Regions from separate parts of the Mus musculus genome. Here regions 1 and 2 are each linked to region 3. Evidence: chromatin contacts called from public Micro-C and promoter capture Hi-C data. All regions are on one chromosome and are shown on one strand. Each heading gives the region's core, a stretch centred on a gene start, on an enhancer-like site or on the middle of the called end of the contact. The rest is flanking DNA. Distances are from core to core; before and after follow the strand shown.

Region 1 (3,994 bases), core at 57-2,556, 74 kb before region 3:
CGGGGCGGCCCATGATTGAGTGCAGCCTCTGTGGGACGTGGATCCACCTCTCCTGTGCTAAGATTAAGAAGACCAACGTTCCCGACTTCTTTTATTGCCAGAAATGCAAGGAACTTCGGCCAGAGGCCCGGCGGTTAGGGGGTCTCCCCAAATCTGGAGAACCCTGACATCACTAAGGCTGGAACTTGTGACATTACTTGGGAACTGAGCCTCAGGGTCCCCAGCCTTCCCTTGGAGTGAGGAGGCTGTCCCCACTTGAGGGCCACAATTCCCAAGGGAGACGTATTTGGAAATGAGTGTCTTCTACTCTGTCCTTCCTGCTCCATGGACTTGAAGTTGACCCCATTACAGTTGGGTCGGGGAGGCTGGATCTGTAGACAGAATCTCTGTCCAGTCAACCCTGTACCCTTTTCACTTGCAGGTCCAGGGCTCAAACTGGGATGTAATGGGATAGTTGTCTATAAAACTGTAGTGTAAATACAGCACTCCCCTCATGTTTCTTCTCTCTCCCGTTTACTTTCTTTTACACCGGATGTATTTTTAATTTGGGGCTCCCCCATTTGAGCGAGGTTGCTCAGAGGTGGAGTACCAAAGCCTGTGGAGTGAGGAAGGAAAGAAAAAGGTGTCAATTAGCACTCGCCTCGTTTTTAATACTGTTGGCCGGCTGCTCAGACAGACGGCCTGCGTGTTGTAAATAAAGCAGAGTGGGCTCTTGTGTTTTACAGCCCTCCTTGTCCTATTTGGGGAGGGGATCTTTGGGAAACCTGGTGGAAGTCTTGGGTGGAGTTGGGGCTGAAGGCCACTTGTAAGTCCAGGGCTGTAATTCCACAATTTGGGAGGTGGAGATGGGAAGTTTAGGGGCCAAATCTGGCTTGGGCACTGTCTAATGCCCCTCAGACATCTCTGAAGACTATTTCGGCTTTCTCATCCCAAGTACAGTCTAGTAGGAGTACTGCCCTAAGGGTCCCAGGTTACAATTCTCACTCATCAGCCCATATCCCCGCCCCTCTTATAGTTGCTATTGAGGTGCCTTGAACCTCAGATGGGTAAGGCAAAGTGGGGGCCAGTTGCCAGCATTCCAAGAGTAGAAGCTTGCTAAGGTACTTGGGAGGGGGGGGGGCGGGTTGTACACGTTTGGGGGCGGAGTCGTCTAGGGCTGAAGACCGTTGCTCAAGGCAGTGGTCACGTGAGTGTCTAGGTGGAGCTTGTAGTAACGTGACTCAAGGAAGTCACGTGAAGCACAGTCGGCTGCGCAAAGTGGGCGGGCTTGGGTCACGTGGCATGGGGAGAGGTGGGCGGGGACCTCGGTGCTGCTCGCGACGTCCGTGGAGCTAGTGGCCCTCGACTGTGCGGTCTAGGTTTTGAGTCTCGCCACACAGCTCTTCCCGATCAGCCCGCTGGTCCCCGCCATCCTCCTTGGGCACGTCTTCCGCACTGGCCCTGCGCTGTTGGCGCTAGCGCGTCAGTTTGCGGGTGTGCGCAGGCGCGGCGGGGGCGCTTAGTCCTGTTGGGTGGGCGGCTGAGCCCGGGAGCGCGCGAGCGAGACCATGGCGGGCAGCAGCGCGGGGGGCGGTGGTGTAGGCGAGACGAAGGTGATTTACCATCTGGATGAAGAAGAGACTCCTTACCTGGTGAAGATCCCTGTCCCGGCGGAGCGCATCACGCTCGGCGATTTCAAGAGCGTTTTGCAGCGGCCCGCGGGCGCCAAGTACTTTTTCAAGTCCATGGATCAGGATTTTGGGTAAGCGCGAGGCCTAGACTGGGAAGGACGGTGGGTATGCTAGAGTGGATTGGGCGATATTGAGGGAGACCGGTCTACCTTGGACTGTTTCTGGCCTGTAGTGGAGCATAGCATATTGTACTGTGCTAAGGTAGAAAGCCCATCCCAAGACGGACAAGGTTATATTTGGACACATAGAAGAAAGGGCTGGATGGCGAGAAAATTAGGTTGGAGGAATGGGGAACACTGGTTTGTTTGGCCATTCTCTCTCCATGATTTTAGCCAAAAGGCAAAGAAGTGATGCTTGAGGTTATGCTAGGCTGTGCGGAGATTAGAGCCATCTATCTTTTGGTGAGCTGGGATGCTCGCTCTCAGACGTCTGCACGCGAGTTAGATAGAGATAGTCTGTAATTTTGTTTGCCTGTTTTGATTTGTTCTTTTGTTTGGAGGTAGGGCTTTATTCCTTGTATCCTAGGCTGGCTTCGAACCCATGGAGTTCCTGCCTTAGCCCCCAGAGCTGAAATAAACAGGTGTGAGCCAATATGCTGGGCATGCAGTGTTTTTATGTAGACCGGGCTATAGTGAGACAATTAGGCTATTCTGGCTTATTAATCAGGTTCCATAGTATTATTTTGGGATGGTAGAGTCTGTAATATTGCAGCGAGATCTATTGGGATATATTAGGCTGTTTTGAAGTAGACTTTCCTGGCAAAGCATGTACCATTCTGAACTTTTCTGAGTTCTTATTTCCTCTTAGGGCCAGAACCTCCTCTCCCCGCTACCCCGATACCCCCTGGGGGCTGAAGAGAGTTGGAGGATTTTTTTGCTTTTTTTTTTTTTTTAAAGATATTTTATGTGTTGGGCAGTGGTGGTGCACATCTTTAATCTGAGCACTTGGGAGACAGAGGCAGGCAGTTTTCTGAGTTCAAGGCTAGCCTGGTCTACAGAGCCAGTGCCAGGACAGCTAGGGCTGCACAGAGAAACCTTGTCATAAAACAAACAAAAGCTACTTTATGTGTTTGGGTGTTCTGCATGCATAGTGTGTACCACAAGCATGCAGTGCCCAATGAATCCAGTAGATGGCATGGGATCTCCTAGAACTGGAGTTAGCATCTGCCAGCCACTATGTGTGTGCTGGGACTTGAACTCCAGTCTTCTCCAGAGCCAGTCAGTCTGCTGCTGAGCCAAGAACTTCCTTCTGTTACTGAAGCTACCTAGAACACAATATAGAACAGGCTTGCCTTGAACTTGTAGCAGCCCTGCCTCTACACCTGCATCCATAGTGCTGGAACTAGATAACGTGTGGCAGTCAGGATGCCTGGCCCAGACCTGGGCTTTTTACAAGTTACAAGACAGGGACAAGTGGGAACAAATGGGGTAGTGGTACTGCTACATCATAGCAGAATGGGGTACTGTAATCAGTATGGTGCAAAGGGCTGCTTGTGTGGGGACGCTGGGGGCTATGGAGTTCTGGGGTGATTTGTGACATGCTGGGTGACCCTGTGCTGGACTGAGACTATAATTTAAGGCAGTTTCTTGTTGTTGTAGAGATTGGGACTGAGCCTTCTGTGTCCCCAAGCTCAGACTGTGTTAGGCTATGATGTCCTGAGTTGACAAGCAGGGATAGCAGGGTCCTGGGGACAGGAAGGTGACCTACCACCTGGGTTGGGGAGAGACTTCTTACCTGTGAAAGTCCCTGTGGTGGGAGCACATCCCCCTCGGCTCCCTGAACAGGCTGGACCCTTGTTAACAGTTGTTCGATGTGGAGAAGGTGATGCTGCCTAGGGAGTTGGTCTTGGGTTTATATCAAGGTTGTTCTTTTTGCATTATAATTTTGGGCAATTTATTTAGCTTTTGTGCTTTGATTTCTTCATCTGTGGCATGGTGATAATCATAGTGTAAAATGCTTAATTTCGGTGCATGGCACATGGTACATTCTTGGTGACTGGTAATTTTCATTTAGTATGGAAGCTAACTAGTTCATAGACTACATTACACGATACAGAACTGCTTGCTTTGGAGGAGACTGGGCCATGTCCGGTGGGGTTCTGTTGGGAAGAGTTGGTTAATGTTGAGTAGCTCGTGTGCCGTCTTGATAGCAAATGTATTCGTGAGGCCTATCCCCAAGCCCCCAGAGTACGTTAGGCTAGAACTAATCACACAGACAAATCTGTGCACACAGTGTGCCTGCTTGGTGCCTGGAAAGCTTGGCTGAGACAAGTCAGATCCCTTGGGACTCGAACTATGGATAGTTGTGAGCCACTAGGTGGATTC
Region 2 (3,906 bases), core at 623-3,122, 120 kb after region 3:
TTGTCCCTCGGTGGCAAATATCCCGTCCTCCTCTCCTTTGCCCCTTTTCTCTCTCATCTATCTTCCGTCTCTGTCTCTTATTCCCGGCTCTTTGTCCCTCTGGGGCAAATAAATTTCCTTTGTACTGAGAACTTGGTTTTGATGTGTCCTGGGCCAATTTTGATCCTTTCAGAGGCCAACCTGGGATATGTGAGATCTTGTTTCCAGAGAAAACCAGACCTCCAAACGAAACAGAAGATAGAGTAGCCCAAGAAGGAGGTATGCTCAGACTGCACTGTTCCCTCTGGGGCCTGCAGTTTCTTCTGCTTGGGGCCTGAGAGACAAGTGCCCTGATTCCTCCCATAGCTATGGCTAAGGGGTCACACCCTTTCCTCCTAGGTTCACAGGTTAAATGGGCAGAAGCTTACTGAAGACTCACGGATCACAGAGCTCTCCTCCGCCCACCCATCTACCTACTCTATTTAAATACATCCTTAAACAGTGTTACTTCTTTGTAGGCATTTCTCCTACCACTCTATAAATGCTAAATCATTCAATCCCCAGTCCACTTGAGATGCCCTGACAAAATGCTGTAGACCAAATAATTTATAAATGATAGAAATGTATTGGTCATCGATCTGGAGGCTGGAAAGCCCACAGCGTGCGTCAGTGTCTCCTAAGACCCAACTCTCTGCTTCACAGATGGTTCTGTCTAGCAGAAGGGGGTCACAAGCTCTCAGACCTTTTACAAAGACCTTAACTTCATTCACTTAGTAGCCTCAGGAGATCCCCACCTCCTGATACGATTGTGATGGGGATTAGATCTCACGCATGGACTCTGGAGGGATATAAACATTCAGATCGTAGGACTTATCATCATCTTTCCCATGAATTAGGGAACTGTTACATAGTATCAAATACTATGGTCCCTAATTGGCTAAGGCAGAACTAGAAGGCAGCTGGCCTCCTTTCTGGATTCATATTCTAGCTACCATCCAACAGAACCTCTTGAATCTGTGTGCATTAGAGCACTCATGTTCCATGCTGAATATAACATGTTTACTGTTAATGAGTTTTCTATGGTACCCAGAGCCTCACACATATTAAACATATATTCTGCTGCCAAGCTATTCTCTGGACTTTTTTTTTCTTAATATTTATTTATTTACATGAGTACACTGTCACAGTCTTCAGGCACACCAGAAGAGGGCATCAGATCCCATTACAGATGGTTGTGAGCCACCATGTGGTTGCTGGGATGGGAACTCAGGACCTCTGGAAGTACATCAATGCTCTTAACCGCTGAGCTATATCTCCAGCCCTTCTCTCTGGACTTTTTACTTCTGTTTGTTTTGGGGTTTTGTGTGTTTGCGCTCTCTCTCTCTCTCTCTCTCTCTCTCTCTCTAGCCCTGGCTGGCCTGGAGTTCTGTATGCAGACCAGACTGTTATTCAATTACAATCTCCAGCGTGCTGAGATTAAAGGCTTGCACCATCACGCCTGGCTCTTTTTACCTTTTACTTCCGGACAAAGTCTTACTAACTTGCCCAGGCTAGCCTTTATCTCTATAGAACAGGCAAGTCTTAAATATTCAATTTCCATGCCTTGGGCTCTAAAGGAATTAGGCTAATTGGCCTAAACTTCCAGGCTCAGTGACTGTTATTTTTTTTTAAAGGACATGTATTTTAAAAATGTATTCATCTACAAAAAACTCACTGAGTCTATTATGCTCTGACACCCACCCAACATAGCTGTAGCCATTTTGTTCTGTGCCTGCCAGCTATTTCATATTGTTGCTGTAACATGCCTGCCAGTCATTGACACAGAGCAGTGGCTTGGCTCAGACACCCTGACCACACACCCTGTTTTGTTCTGTATGTTCTGAATGAGGGTTGCTAATCTTAAGAAATACCACAGAGTTTTACATGGGACCCATTAAGTCAAAGGTCACGATGAGTTGTTAGGTCTAAAATAGCCTGAGTCAGAGCTGACCACTGGGCAGCCCTTCCTGTGTTTGAGCTCAGTGTGGTTTTTGTGGCTGACACTGAAGAATGCGACTAATAAACCAAAACGTTATGACTATAATGCTCATGCTCTGTTATCTCAATGTTCTGAAACTCCCCTGTCCACCACCCATCCACCACCCCATCCGCTTAAAGGTTAGCTGATGATACTTTGCCTAGGAAGCCAACTGCTCCCACTCATTGCCCTTTAAATTTTGGAACCTAGTACCTGGTTTTTCCTATAAAATGCCTACCCTGAGAGCAGACTAGTACCGCAATTAGGCCTCTGAGTCCTTTTCAAGGCCCTGAACATTCGGAATTAAGGTATGCATTCGCTAAACTATTCTCAATTAGCTGAGATCGGTGTTTGTATGGTTTGACTGCAACTCCTGAACCTCAACGAGTTCACTGTTGATTGACTTCTTATCAATTATTATGGATCATAATGAAATGGACATGGGATGGAGTCTTTGGCTGTGAGAAAAGAAAATCAACCTTTGAGTTGTTTCAGGAATACAGACTCTAACAAAGGGGTTGACTGGCTAATGTCATGTTTTGTAGACGCCTATCTAAGCATTCGTTATTTTAGAATCTTGCTTCCCGTATTTTCGAGTCCGTAAAGGTGCTCACCTCTCAAGCATTTGCATAAACACTCGGGAAGGGTTAGGTTAAGCTTGTTTACCCAAGGACAACAAGGAAATAAACTCAAAGACCACGAGCCTCTTAAGAGCCACCAAGAAGCCAGGATAGGTAGTACATATGTGTAGGTTCCAGCTTCCCAGGACATTGAGGTGAGAGGATCTTTTCAGCCCAGAAGTCAAGGTCAGCTTGGGCAACACAGGGAAGCTTCCTTTCAATAAGAAGAAGGGATAGAAGACGAGAGGAAGAAAAGGAAGGAGGAAGGGAGGAGAAAGAGAGAGAGAAGAGGAGAGGAGAGAGCCAGGCAGGCCTTATATATTGTGGAGTTCAGTGTGGAGCCTTAGCTCAGTGCTTCGAGCACCCACTGGCCCCAGTCCTAAAACTTCTGCTCTAAAGCCTCAGGCACCAGCTTTTTATCTCCCAAATCCCGGATGCAGTGAGGTGGAAACTCATTCCCTAGAAATCAGGGTCTCCAGGGGCCGCAGCTGAGGGCATAACACTGCCTCCCAAACGTGTGGTGAATGAAGGGCAGTCTCCTCGCAAATGGCTCCCCGTCACGGATCAAGGAAAGGGGAACTCCTTTGAGAGTTTGAAATTCGGTTACAGAAAACTCGGGAAACCTATTTGAATGCACTAGAGAACAGCAATCCTCAGCGAGGGAGGCTGCCAGGGTTTTTGTTTGTTTGTTGTTTGTTTGTTTTTGCAAAACAGGGGCAGGAGAAAGCTTTCAGAGGAAATAATTTTGGGTTGGACAAGGTTTGTAAAGGAGATTTGTGGCAGATAAGAGGAACTCAGCTCAGAGCAAATGCACTGAAAGGGAAAAGATCTAAAAGAAGAGGGTATATGCCGGCCAGCCGGCCGCCAGGTCATGAAACCTTCAGACCGGCAACTTGTCCAGACTTCACCAGTCCTCACCGGACTTCACCCAGGCATCTGCCTTGATCTTGAAAGCAGGCCCTCAGATGCCTTGGTCCAGAAGAACACCTTGGTAGGAGTGTTGCACAAGGTATGCTTTTGCCTGGAGTGTCCTTATTTCACTCATTGCTGACCTCCTGGACACTCAGGTTTGGTAGCTCCCACAGGGTGTCTAGTGTACATTCCCACAGCCTCAGGGAAACCTGTAATCCAACTCCTTCTCCCTCCCACCCCCCACTTCTGGCTTTTAGGCTCACATGACTCAGTTAAATAGAGATCCTGGCCAGGCCAAGCCATTGCAGCCCAGTGGGGTTATCTAGAGTTTATCTAGATATATCTTCTAAGAGACCATGTAAGTTACACACTGAGGTA
Region 3 (3,511 bases), core at 481-2,980:
TAATGACAACACATCTCCAAAAGATGGGGCTGGTCATGATGGCACATGCCTATCATTCTAGCCCTGGAGGCTGAGGCTGAGGCTGAGGCTGAGGCTGAGGCTGAGGCTGAGGCTGAGGCTGTGGCTGAGGTAGGACTGAGGAGTTCTAGACAACCTGGGCCATACAGGGATACCTTGCCCAAACAAAGAAACAAATGAACAAAAGCAAAACAAAATAAACCCCACAGGGTTTCTCTGTCCTGACTGGCTTCAAACTCACAACATCTACCTGCCTCTGGCTCACTAGTGCTGGGATTAAAGGCATGCATTACAAAACCTGGCTGGGATTTTGATTTCTTTGTTGAAGTTGTTGCTTGTCTAGAGAAGTGTGTTTAGTCATCAGCTCTGTACACGGGCCTATGAGGCAGGACAGCCTCAGACCAGCTTTTGTCAGAATAAGGACCTTTTGCCAGGTTACCTGCTGACTTCATCTAGGGAGGATATTAAATGTCAGTTTGGCTACACACACACACACACACACACACACACACACACACACACACACACACAAGCTTAATTTCCTGAAACCCAGCACCGCGTTTTATCTTTAAAAGCTAAGAACAAAAGCTATTGCTAGCAGGAGTTACAGGCAGGCTTGGTGGGTGAGATAGACCCCCACCTCCACCCTCTAGGGCGGATGGGATGCTGGAATCCGGTGGAAGCATGGATCACATTTAGCCAGACTCCCAGTCCAGGGACCACTGGGTTTACAGCAGGCTCCTGTAGCCTCCCAGACACCTCACTCCCACTCCCAATCCCCTTCGTGCCTGCCAGGCTGCGGCTGCAGACGAACTTTCACTACACTTTACTGGGCTTTGCAGGCAGGCAAGGAGCAGGATGAAAAGACTGAATGATTTTGGTGCTGGGATCCTTCCTCTCCATCCGCAGCAATGGACCCCATCTCCCCACAAAGGACAGGAGCGCAGTCTCAGCTGGTGGTTCTCAAATATGCTCTTTGGCCAATCAGAGCACCGCAAAGTCTGTTGCAGGCTGCGTCAAAAACATGCATGCCAGAAGCTTCATCTTCTACTAGGTTGAAGAGATGCTTGTAGCAGACTTGAGTGTTGAGGATCCACAGAGGCAGTTGGTTAAAGGAGCTGGCTGAGAAGATACACCTGGGGTGAGACGCTGAGAGAAACTACTGCAGGAGATTCTACTACCCACTCAGTGCGTGGCAGTGATGCCCGGGGAGTGGGATTTTGTTCTGCGTGGGAAGACCCCACCCCGGAGCAGAGCTCTGGGTAGGTGCTCTTGTTTACCTCCAACCCTGCAGTTCTCACTCAACGGCAAGAAAGGATGTGAACTGTTAGAGATAGGTAAGACCCAAGACGGCCGGCCTTTGGCCAGTGAACTTAGAACACAGTCGTCCTGGCTCTGGATCTGGTTCAGCATATCTGGATTGGAACCAGAAAACTGGTATCTTCTGAGGCCACGCCTCCTTGACCTCACCGCAAGCAGTTTTCCCTGGTCACTCTAAGAGTGACCACTATTGAAAGGAGCTGGGGGTGGGGTGTGTGTGTGTGTGTGTAAGTGGTCAACTTAGTCTTAGGAGTTTAATTATGGATTTTTAAAAAGAAGCTGTAAGAACTAACGGTCTAACATTTCACTTTAGTATTTAGGAAAGAGGCATAAATAGTATTGCGAAATGTTGCTTAAGGGCACCTGAAACTGGAGCTGTACCACACGGTGGCGCTGCTATCCTGAGTGTAGGCTGGGCCACTTCCTAATCTCCATGTGGCTAACAGTCTCCCCGCCGCTGGTATTCCTGACTTATTACTTACTAAGACCTATTTTCCATCTTGGCTGTCCCGGACCCAGACCTGCCGTGCTCCTGGGCCACGATCCCCAACTCTTACGTGATGGTTATGCTCTTTCTTCTGCACCTCTTAGGCCTTGTCTTTGCTCCTTTCCCAGAGTGATGGCTCTCTCCCTCCTCCCTCGGTCCCTTGCCTGGGAATTCTAAAGTCCTCCTTCTGTCTCCCTGCCCAGCCAGTGGCCACCGGCAACTTTATTTACCAATCAAAACCAATTGGGGGCAGGGTCCCTCACTATCTTATGTGCAGATTCCCATGTAATTTTGGGCACCCAATAAACACAATACAAGAGTTAGACCAAATCCACAACACTACCCAGCTGCAAACCTGTGACCCACAACAGTTGGCACATGGGTGAGATATATATAAAAATGCAATAAGTGGCATTTGCATGTTGGTGGAGTTGACATTCACTCGACAGAGGGCAACCATGCCTCGTACTGGAACTAGCTTCCCGGAACTAGCAAGGTCATAGAGCTGAGAAGAGAACGTATTACTACCACCATTGTTTTTATTTTTCAGAGACTACTTTTAATATGGGTTCTTAAACACTTTATCCTCCCTTCTAGGCTACCGCCCAGCAGAGGCAGTGGGAAAGAGAGGTTATTAGGATACGGGGAAGTCAACCTGTTTAGAAAATCAACAGTCCAGTTCACAGGTCAACATCGGCAGCTAGATACACTCGAAAACACTTCACAGATATACAGTCAGTCAGTTCAGGAGTGTTGGAATAGCAAACACAAATCAGCAGCTGTGGCATGACCTAGCAGATATAGCCAGGCCTCCGCTGACTCAGCATGAGTCAGCAGGGACACCAGGAGTTCTTTGCTGTGTCTCTCTCAACAAAGTGAAGATCTGTGAAGATACTACAAGCATTGCAAAGCTAGCTGTGCAAGCCCCCATCACTCTCCGTCGAGTCCTATTTATACTCTCTCCAAACATCATGTGTCCTCCATGGATCTTGCCTCATCACATGTCTTGCCTCAGCATGTGAGTCTGTCTTAACAAAACTCCACGTGAGTCTGGACCGGCTGACATCACTCTGCCAATCGACCCGAGTCCGGGGAAGTGGCAAGAAGCCGCCAGCACACCACCAGAGGTTTTTGGTGTGTTTCTCTCTATGGATTCATGGCAAGCAGAGCTCATCATTGCCATGTAAGGTGAACCAATACATGCCTGTCATTAGTGAAGCATCCTTCATCACGCATCCTTTCATGTGCAAAGGATGAAAAACATCCTTTCCCCTGTGTCTGCTTCAGAAAAACAGTCCTTCATGTGTTTGCCTCAGCAAAACAACAACCAACACAACTGACTTTCCAAAGAAACTGTAAGTTTCCACTTCATACCACTTTGCTAGACAAGCATAACTTCTTCCATCATTCTAAATCTTATCCTGTAGGTATCACACCTGTCAAAGGAGCCTCTCCTGGCAGCGAATGGAGACCACCACAGAAGACCACAACTGGACACAATGCAGAGACCAATAGATTGTAGGAGGCCCAGCCATGATGGAATATATCTACATCACAGCTCCTGCACCTATCTATGGCTTAGGGAACATTGTGGAAAAGGGGGCAAAGGGTTGTAAGATGCAGGATACAGAAAGTGAAACAGTCTTTTGTAGGCATGGCTGTGTAAACAAGGCCAGAGCAATGATG

The links. Promoter capture Hi-C pulls out the DNA fragments that hold promoters and counts their contacts. A called contact is a pair of places that touch in the nucleus more often than the background predicts.
Region 1: a promoter capture Hi-C map of liver shows a contact between it and region 3, with 2.4 times the contacts expected there. The contact joins the promoter of Dvl2 here to the enhancer-like site in region 3. A contact is called at or near these places in 6 of 39 promoter capture datasets (the 3T3-L1 cell line, 3T3-L1-derived adipocytes, the HPC-7 cell line and 2 more), 2 of 484 Hi-C or Micro-C datasets (granulosa cells and liver), 5 of 115 datasets of contacts at active chromatin or transcription factors (embryonic stem cells, memory CD8 T cells, microglia and 1 more) and 2 of 9 other capture datasets (adipose tissue and pancreatic islet).
Region 2: a contact with region 3 is called in a Micro-C map of granulosa cells, with 6 times the contacts expected there. The contact joins two enhancer-like sites. A contact is called at or near these places in 10 of 39 promoter capture datasets (the C10 cell line, HPC-7-derived erythroid cells, the SN4741 cell line and 6 more), 3 of 15 datasets of contacts at CTCF or cohesin (the G1E-ER4 cell line, embryonic stem cells and large pre-B cells), 121 of 484 Hi-C or Micro-C datasets (the 63-12 cell line, the AML12 cell line, the AtT-20 cell line and 78 more), 17 of 115 datasets of contacts at active chromatin or transcription factors (CD8 T cells, the NIH/3T3 cell line, PVALB interneurons and 13 more) and 1 of 9 other capture datasets (embryonic tail).

The regions. Positions count from the first base shown.
Region 1 is chr11:69,999,286-70,003,279 of GRCm38.p6, forward strand. Dvl2 (dishevelled segment polarity protein 2) reads left to right here and starts at 1,307. Exons shown (of 15, transcript NM_007888.4): 1 at 1,307-1,741. The coding sequence starts at 1,548. Phf23 (PHD finger protein 23) reads left to right here. Exons shown (of 5, transcript NM_030064.4): 5 at 1-726. The coding sequence ends at 167.
Region 2 is chr11:70,196,624-70,200,529 of GRCm38.p6, forward strand. No RefSeq gene overlaps it. Among named protein-coding and RNA genes, the nearest start is that of Slc16a11, 15 kb to the right of the region's middle. Within about 2 kb of position 1,873, at least 54 of the 459 cell types and tissues checked have an H3K27ac peak or open chromatin away from gene starts, as enhancers often do. A contact at or near this core is called in the HL-1 cell line, bone marrow-derived macrophages, granulosa cells and 2 more, where this site is marked.
Region 3 is chr11:70,073,126-70,076,636 of GRCm38.p6, forward strand. No RefSeq gene overlaps it. Among named protein-coding and RNA genes, the nearest start is that of Gm32946, 2.8 kb to the right of the region's middle. Within about 2 kb of position 1,731, at least 39 of the 459 cell types and tissues checked have an H3K27ac peak or open chromatin away from gene starts, as enhancers often do. A contact at or near this core is called in the HL-1 cell line, adipose tissue, bone marrow-derived macrophages and 4 more, where this site is marked.